Linked DNA regions of Bicyclus anynana: region 2 is linked to region 1. A link is a contact called in public Hi-C data. All regions are on one chromosome and are shown on one strand. Each heading gives the region's core, a stretch centred on a gene start, on an enhancer-like site or on the middle of the called end of the contact. The rest is flanking DNA. Distances are from core to core; before and after follow the strand shown. Region 1 overlaps LOC112054536 (ras GTPase-activating protein raskol). Region 2 overlaps LOC112054536 (ras GTPase-activating protein raskol).

What was found. Hi-C and Micro-C count contacts between places; a contact is called where the count stands out from the background.
Region 2: a contact with region 1 is called in a Hi-C map of whole body, with 7 times the contacts expected there. The contact joins two enhancer-like sites. A contact is called at or near these places in 2 of 2 Hi-C or Micro-C datasets (whole body and whole larva).

What each region holds. Positions count from the first base shown.
Region 1 is chr4:14,007,819-14,011,880 of ilBicAnyn1.1, reverse strand. All of the region lies in intron 2 of LOC112054536 (ras GTPase-activating protein raskol), which reads right to left. Among protein-coding and RNA genes, the nearest start is that of LOC112054536, 27 kb to the right of the region's middle. Within about 2 kb of position 2,195, at least 7 of the 8 cell types and tissues checked have open chromatin away from gene starts, as enhancers often do.
Region 2 is chr4:14,072,149-14,076,210 of ilBicAnyn1.1, reverse strand. It overlaps LOC112054536 (ras GTPase-activating protein raskol), which reads right to left. Exons shown (of 19, transcript XM_052881290.1): 4 at 1,976-2,159. Among protein-coding and RNA genes, the nearest start is that of LOC112054536, 92 kb to the right of the region's middle. Within about 2 kb of position 1,845, at least 5 of the 8 cell types and tissues checked have open chromatin away from gene starts, as enhancers often do.

The sequences.
Region 1 (4,062 bases), core at 946-3,445:
CACTCCTTTCGGTTTCTACACGACATCGTACCGGAACGCTAAATCGCTTGGCAGTACGTCTTTGTCGGTAGGGTGGTAGCTAGCCACGGCCGAAGCCTCCCACCAGCTAAATCCCCTTTCCCCTACAACCATTTCAACTAAAGTCTCGTTGACGCTACGAGTACGTCAGTAAAATTGTGTCCTAATTTAATATCTATTCAGTAAAATTTAAAATATCTTGTTATAAAATACTAGGCACAACGATTGTTTCACACGGGAAGCCAAGCTTTGTGTAAATATATATATTCAGAGCCCTCGAACTGCTAACCAGCCGCTGCCTTGGGTCAATATTGAATTTAAGCATATTTAAATAGTACCCATCCTACGTAAGATTAGCTTTCCAAATCATATCCCGTACCATTTTATTCTTTTTATGTGTTACCAAATACCTTTACTCATTAGAAATCTAAAGACATAGGTACTTTAATAGCTCGAAAAGTTGAAAATACACTTATTTTATTTTTCAACTAACTAATTTGATTTTTGTGGCGACTTTATAGTTTGTTTTGTCTGGCTGTTCGCGTTAGAATTTCGAAAATAATCAAAAACCTGGACTAGTTCTGACTCTCGTAGATGAGACGAATCACATCATCAAATACGCTCGTACTATTTAAAAAGTGTAACTGCCGAGTTTCAAGCCGACTTTTACAAATAGAATCTGATAGAATTTTTCAAATCGGACCAGTAGTTCCTGAGTTGAGCACGTTCAACCAAACAAACAAACAAACTCTTCAGCTTTATAATATTAGTATAGAAAAAATACGTCTGCAGTCGAAAAGAAATTTAAAGAAACCCGATTTTCCCACAGGAAACAGTCGCAAGCGTTCGCTAGTAGTATACACATTTTTAAAATTTGTACGTATGAAGCCTACCCTTGTTAAAACTTTGTGCACGCCACTGCTCATTCCTACATTATCATCACGCCTCATTACCGTAGGGGTAAACAGGGACCACATCCTCCCATTTGCTACAGTACTTGCTTACCTCCCTTGCTTCTTCCATTCTTATCAATGCTTTCATAAAAGCTCATCTACCTATACAAGGTACTCGATTTGGTTCAGGAACGTTCGCCATGACCTTCTTCCATTTCCTCACCTTTTCCCTTTTGATATAATCTTTTCATTCATCCTCTCTGCGTGCCCAAACCATCTTATAGAACCATCATCATCTTTAACAGCCGATGACTTCCAAACACAACAGTCTCGTTTAAATATTGGATAGAAGCAGGCGTTACTTTGCGGCTATCATGAATATAATATAATGATTTATTTATTTTGCTATCATCCGCGAAAAGCCGACGAACCCATGCGACAACGTCACCCAGGTCCGACAAAATACTCTACGTACGTTTCACCCCGAAACCGGAGCATCCTCAGGGGATGTTGACTCTACAACGTACAGTTGCAAAGTCTCGAGCCGCCAGCATCCAGCGGCTCCTAATTCTTTGCCCATTTGATGTCATCGGTCCTTCTTTTACTAGCTTTTAATAACTAAGTATAAAGACGTGGATCAATTTTTTATTACATGCTCGGTTAATTTTTCAATAGCAGATGATTACTTACTGCGTAGGAGCTGACGGAAACTGAGATGCAAAATTGCCGGGTTATTTATTCTGCGGCCGTCTTGCAGCCAGCAATTAACTAACAATGACACCCACACCGGCACTGACACCGACATAGGCTTTCGCGGTGTTAATGAACTCGGTCATTTGATCATGTTATTCATTTTTATAGTACCGGAGGCCCGCGACTTCGTCCGCGTGAAATTTCGCGAGATCCATGTATCGCTTGGTCCAGTCGTTTCAGAGATTAGCCCAGACAGACAGACAATTTTTTTTGTTTTGATATAGAGTAAATAGGTACCTACCTATGCTACTAACAGAATTTGAGAAAACACAGATATTTTGAAATCAAAGATAAACACTTCAATTTTATTTACCTAAATACATTGATAAATAATTAATTGATAAATATTTAAATATTAGAAAAAGTTTTAATTAGACGTCTAGTAAGACGTCTTTTTCTAGTTCTAGTAATAAAAAGCTATGTCGACATTGTTAATAAAGCTAATAATAAAAGTAGAAACTAAAGATACAAAGCGTGCCATCTAGCGTGAAGTAGAATAATCAGTTAGTTGATCGAGTTGAAACACTGCGCGATCCGTATAACAGTATTTCTAATCACCGATAGGTGGCGCTAGATGTATAACATATAAGTACTGTAGTACTGACATTACTATTATTTTATTCTATTACAGATACTAATTGATGAATGAAATGAAAATGAAGATGAAAAAAATATTATGAAGAAAGAAAACAACACAGAAATATATATTACATTTTTAATCATCACAATCTGTCTGTATTGAAAGAAACCGAAGGAATGATGATTCAGATGGCAGATGCAAGAGCACAAGAGCTGATGTTATATTAATTAATACCTAGTGTTCTCTGACACATAGGTACATGATTTCTGAAAATATGACTATCATAGTTTGTCTTTAATTTAACTTCAATGCATGCAAAGTTTTTGCTTTGCGTCTTTGCGTGCGTAATTGAACCTTCATAGTCCTACTTTTTTCAACCCACAGGTGCATGTAGGTAGATCCGTCACTCCACTATTTGTGCACGTAGGTATCAGCAATTACCTACCTGTTAGAATTCAAAAGTGTATGCATATTGAATAGGAATCTATTGTGTTCTAGTAAGGACAAGTGTTTATGGTTGCCACATTTGGCTCGGAAACGATTTTGTAAATATATTTATGGCCTTAATGTCGCTATGAGACTTAGACCATTAAAAAGAATGGTCTAAGCTATGAGATGTACCCATAACGGTCACTAATTAACTACAACACTAACCATCATCTAAATAAGGATTCTTAACTAGGTATTAAATGCGGCCTAACTCCTAAGGTCATTAGTAGTAAGACAGCTACGTTATTTCATACAATTATCTTCTTTTTAAATGATTTAAATAATTAATTAAATATTTAATTAGGTAAACTGAAATTAGTTTTCTACACTTAGGTATGTACCTAGGTACCCAGACAATTTAAATAAATCAGTAGGTACATACTTAATACGCTTAATTTCATCATTATCAACCCATATTCGGCTCACAGCTGAGCTCGAGTCTACTCTCAGGATGAGAGTGGTTAGACCGATAGTTCACCACGCTGGCCCAATGCGGATGGGCAGACTTTTTCGCAGAAATTTAAGAAAATTCTCTGGTATTCAGGTTTCCTCACAATGTTTTTCCTTCCACGTTTCAGACACGTGATACTTAATTTCTTAAAATGCACTTAACTGAAAAGTTGGAGGTGCATGCCCCGGACCTAATTCGAACCCACACCCTCCGGAATCGGAGGTAAAAGTCATATCCACTGGGCTATACCCTTAATTTAAGTACATATATTTAGTTTATATTACAAACTTCGAGTTACCTACCTACACGAAATACCTATATACCTATATGCTTCATATATTTTATTACTATGATAAGATTTATTTACAAATAAAGATTTATTATTTAAGACAGCTAATGAATTTACGTTTTACTAATTCAGTAGCTTTTAAATATTCACATTCAAATATATTCAAAGCGAGACGTATGTGCATCGAATTACAATGAGATCACAACACACTGTTTTGGCGAAGGCACCGCGTTCGGCAGTTTTACAGCAGGACATGAGGCGTCCTTCCTTCGCTCCACAGTCCTCACCATAGTCTATGGTCCTCGCCCATCCGGTGCGTATCTGTGAGGCTCGAACACCGCACCGTACCGCTTCGATACCGTTAGCAGAGGAGCTAGTTACATGAAACAGCTCTCTCGAAACTATTTCGACAGAGCTGCCATCCATCCCAACCAACTAGTGGTTGAGGCCTGCAACTACACTCCCAACCTTAACACTAACTTCAAGCAGAGGCGTCCCAAAAACGTCCTTTACGATCCAGACGATGACATGACAATGGTTCCCGGGCAACACAATCACAAGCAACACAGCGTCTTCGCCGGCGAAGACG
Region 2 (4,062 bases), core at 596-3,095, 65 kb before region 1:
GGCCGGCAGACTATGAAAACTGTATTGCTTCTGAAATGCGCTTTATTGAGCGTACCGTCCATAGATAATTCAATTTATTTTAATCATAAATTTGTTTTTTTTTTTATTTTTAGACCATTTTGAAATCAATAAATGTTACCGGCAAACGTACGATAACCTTTTAGACGCTAGATGTATTACCTATTTTATCTGTATTTTGACTAAGTATTATAGCTAAAAACTAACTGTATTAATACTAAATATGTTGTTTAGTTTAGGTAATAGATATCTACCACATCAAATTAAAAAAAAACTTTGTTCACATTATTATTGTACATACTCATGTTAATTTACAGCTTTCTAGTAGTAATAGTCTCTTTGCTAAACCGCGGACAGACAGACGGACATGGCAAAACATGGCGGGTTCCTTGTGGACTGCGAAACCCTAAAAATCCACTCCAATCTTTCAATCAATTTCTTGTTATCCAAACGTTTCTCATTATCAACCCATATTCGGCTCACTGCTGAGCACGAGTCTCCTTACAGAAATGAGATGGGTTAAGCCAATAGTCCACCACGCTGACCCAATTGTGTTAGAGTTATCGCCATTATGGCTTTCTTATAGCTGGCTCATTGGCCGATAAAGCTTTTGCATAAAATCTATACTAATATTATAAAGCTAAAGAGTTTGTTTGTTCAATTGAACGCGCTAATTTCAGGAACTACTGGTCCGATTTGAAAAATTCTTTCAGTGTTAGATAGCCCATTTATCGAGGAAGGCTATAAGCTATATATTATCTCCGTATTCCTACAGGAACGGGAACCACGCGGGTGAAACCGCGCGGCGTCAGCTAGTTACGGTATAAAATATTCATTATGAGTTTCTAGTGCCTCGTTATAATAGCTTATTTTTAAGACTACTATTATATTTTTATAACTCACTAAAAAATATGAATTGTGTTTCAAGCAAGTATGTTTTAGTCATATCTTTAAAATAATCCATAGATACAAAGTTTCCAAGTTGACATCAAGTCACCTTTCGTAAGGAATTTTAAAAATAATCTGGACATCCGTAATAGGAACAGACAAACAGTCGTAAGTATGCGGCCGGGGCGTAAACTCACTCTAATCGATTTGTAGCGGATGGGTGCACAAGCGTCACTCCACATCAATTGTCATTTACTTTAGGGCTGACACAAAATAATCGTTATTATTTTTAATTAGTAACTAAAAACATTAAAAAAAACATAATTAAAATATTTATTAGAAGTTATTCACTTTACCTATTATTAAAATCTGTGGGGGAATCGATGAGGATCTAGCCCGCAAACCTATACCGCGGCCCAAGTACTGTACCTGTAATATTCTTCAAAATCTAGTACTTCTTCGTATTCTTCTATTATCTTAATAACTTAATGAATAGGTATCCTACCTATGTTTAATTTCATTTACTATTGATTTTTTTTTAACTTATATTCTCGACAAAACCCCTGTTTCAACCCTGTCTTGCGACATAATTTTATTCTAAACTCATAAACAGTATAAAAAACGTCAACAGTTGTAAAGAAATGCATGTAATGGACTGTGACTAATGACCCACTTTTACTAGAAAACCATGTTTACTAGAAAAAAAAACGAATTAACTAAATGCAATGTAAAAATTAATTACCTATTACAACAATGTAAAAAAAGATTCTAAAATAAAAATAATATTCAAAAAAAGAATGACTTATTCATCATAGACACAGTAATTAAGAAGTTTACATTATTTGTCTAAAAATTTTACTTTTTATTTACAATAAAAGCCATCTAGGGTGTAGTAGATACACTTCAAACACACGCGACATCTAGTGTCAAAAAATAACAATTCAACATACTCTACAGATGGCGCACTTACAATATTCAGTCAACATCGCAGCTTAGCGTAGTACCACTATTCAACGCTAGATGGCGCTAGAACAATTTAAAATACCGTTGCTTTTAAATGTAAGCTTACCTTGCGACGGTAAAGCCCGTAATGAAATGGCATCTTCTTCGATATCATCTTCGGCTTCTTCTTCTGTAATAGAAGGCGGTGCAGCCCAGCATCGTAACCGGACTCCGTTACCGGCTGTGTTGCCTCCATCTATTCTCACTCGAGGTAGGCTTCGAGTCGCGTATTCTCCGTTGTTATTGGCAGCCTGAGAAACAAAAATGTCAAAATAAACATTATATTCAATGGCAGGTAGTCATTTAAAGTTAGAAATAACAGGCATCAATACATTATAATGTAGTAGAATCAAAGCAATTTATTAGACACCGATATACATAGGTATACGACATTATTATGAATGTCGTATCTAACGACATTTTATAAAATCATCGCAAAAAGTGAACCGAATTTAGTTACCTACTCCACTGAGCGCACACATATACAATTTTGTGTTTAATTTCATGATATATTTATGTAGGTGTATATAGTTTTTACACTTCCTAAACACAACTCGATATTGTAGACAATATTTGGGTATTAAATAACTTTCGTCGTTTACTAAGACAATTAACCCCTTTTGTTCGCCTAGGTTTTGACGTGTTAGGTAATTTATGTTTTTTTACTTATAGTGCATACCTTTTTTGCACTTATAGTGCATACCTTGTGCTCGCCACTGCATATCTCTATTATAAAATCTTTAGTCGTATGCTACTTGTACACATAATATTATATCGTGAAATTTATTTTAAAGTAATTTTGTCTAACAATGAAATGAATCGCGTTACTTATAAATAAAATAGCAGAAAACAGAATGCAAAGTATGTGTATTGAATAGGTCATTATACAACTTGACTCAATGATAATGTCACGATACTTATTACATACAACGACGCATGTGCTGTATTAATAATACATATTTCTATAATTATAGCAATTATATTCCCACGTCCTTCTATCTCCTTTCTAATACGGCCTGAATCACTTCAATCGACGCAATGTTTAAATTGAATAGAGGTTATCGCATCTTAAATTTCTGATACCAAATACTATTGAAGTTTATCTTAAAATCGGCCAAGTATACCTTAAACAATATCGTCGTCGTCATCAACCCATATTCGGCTCACTGCTGAGCTCGAGTCTCCTCTCAGAATGAGAGGGGTTAGGCCAATAGTCCACCACGCTGGCCCAATGCGGATTGGCAGACTTCACACACGCAGAGAATGAAGATAATTCTCTGGTATGCAGGTTTCCTCACGATGTTTTTCCTTCACCGATTGAGACACGTGATATTTAATTTCTTAAACAGTTAGTTAAACAATATACAACGGTCCAATTTTAATATGATAGCGTGTCTTCAAAATTTAAAGGAAAAGAACATAATCTAATTCATTATAAACCTGTTCGAAGCCTTTGTTATACTATATACGAAAGAGGCACCTTGTAGGTCTATATTTAAGTAAAATGTTTTTAATCATTAAGAAATACTAAAGCTACATTTTGTTCCTCTGTATGTTTATCATATAAAAGTAGGTAATTCAATGTTCTGGATAGTTTAGCTAATTGGCGTAAATACAATAAAACTAATTTCTGTAAAATGTAAATGAGTAGAATTCAGTAGAATCTCTCCTTTTCGACCTCGTACAGTCGTTTAATTTTATTTAAACAGATTAACGTTACAAAAGTGTATGCATTTCTATTGAATGAACTACTCGTGTCTATTATTGAAAAATCTTAGAGCGTATTAGTAGAAATTAAATTAGACTTTACTACAAAATACGAATCACTCATGACAATTTGATAACGTCCAAATAAGCGTTCTATGTAAACCTGCTGGCCTATTCACTAATTTGGTCTTTATTAACAACCTATTAAAATAAACATCAAAATAACTGAGACCTACTGTATGATATCACTTTTTTTGCCTTTGACAAAAGACATCAAGGAATGGCATAAAACTTAATTTATACCTTAAATTATGATATAATTCTATGTTTAAATAATTTGACATGTAAAAATGTCGTGTCACGGTTTTTGCACATGTCCAAAACGGGTTGACCGAATTAATGTTTTTTTTTTTTGCATTATTTCGCAGGTATGACAATAGGTCGTAA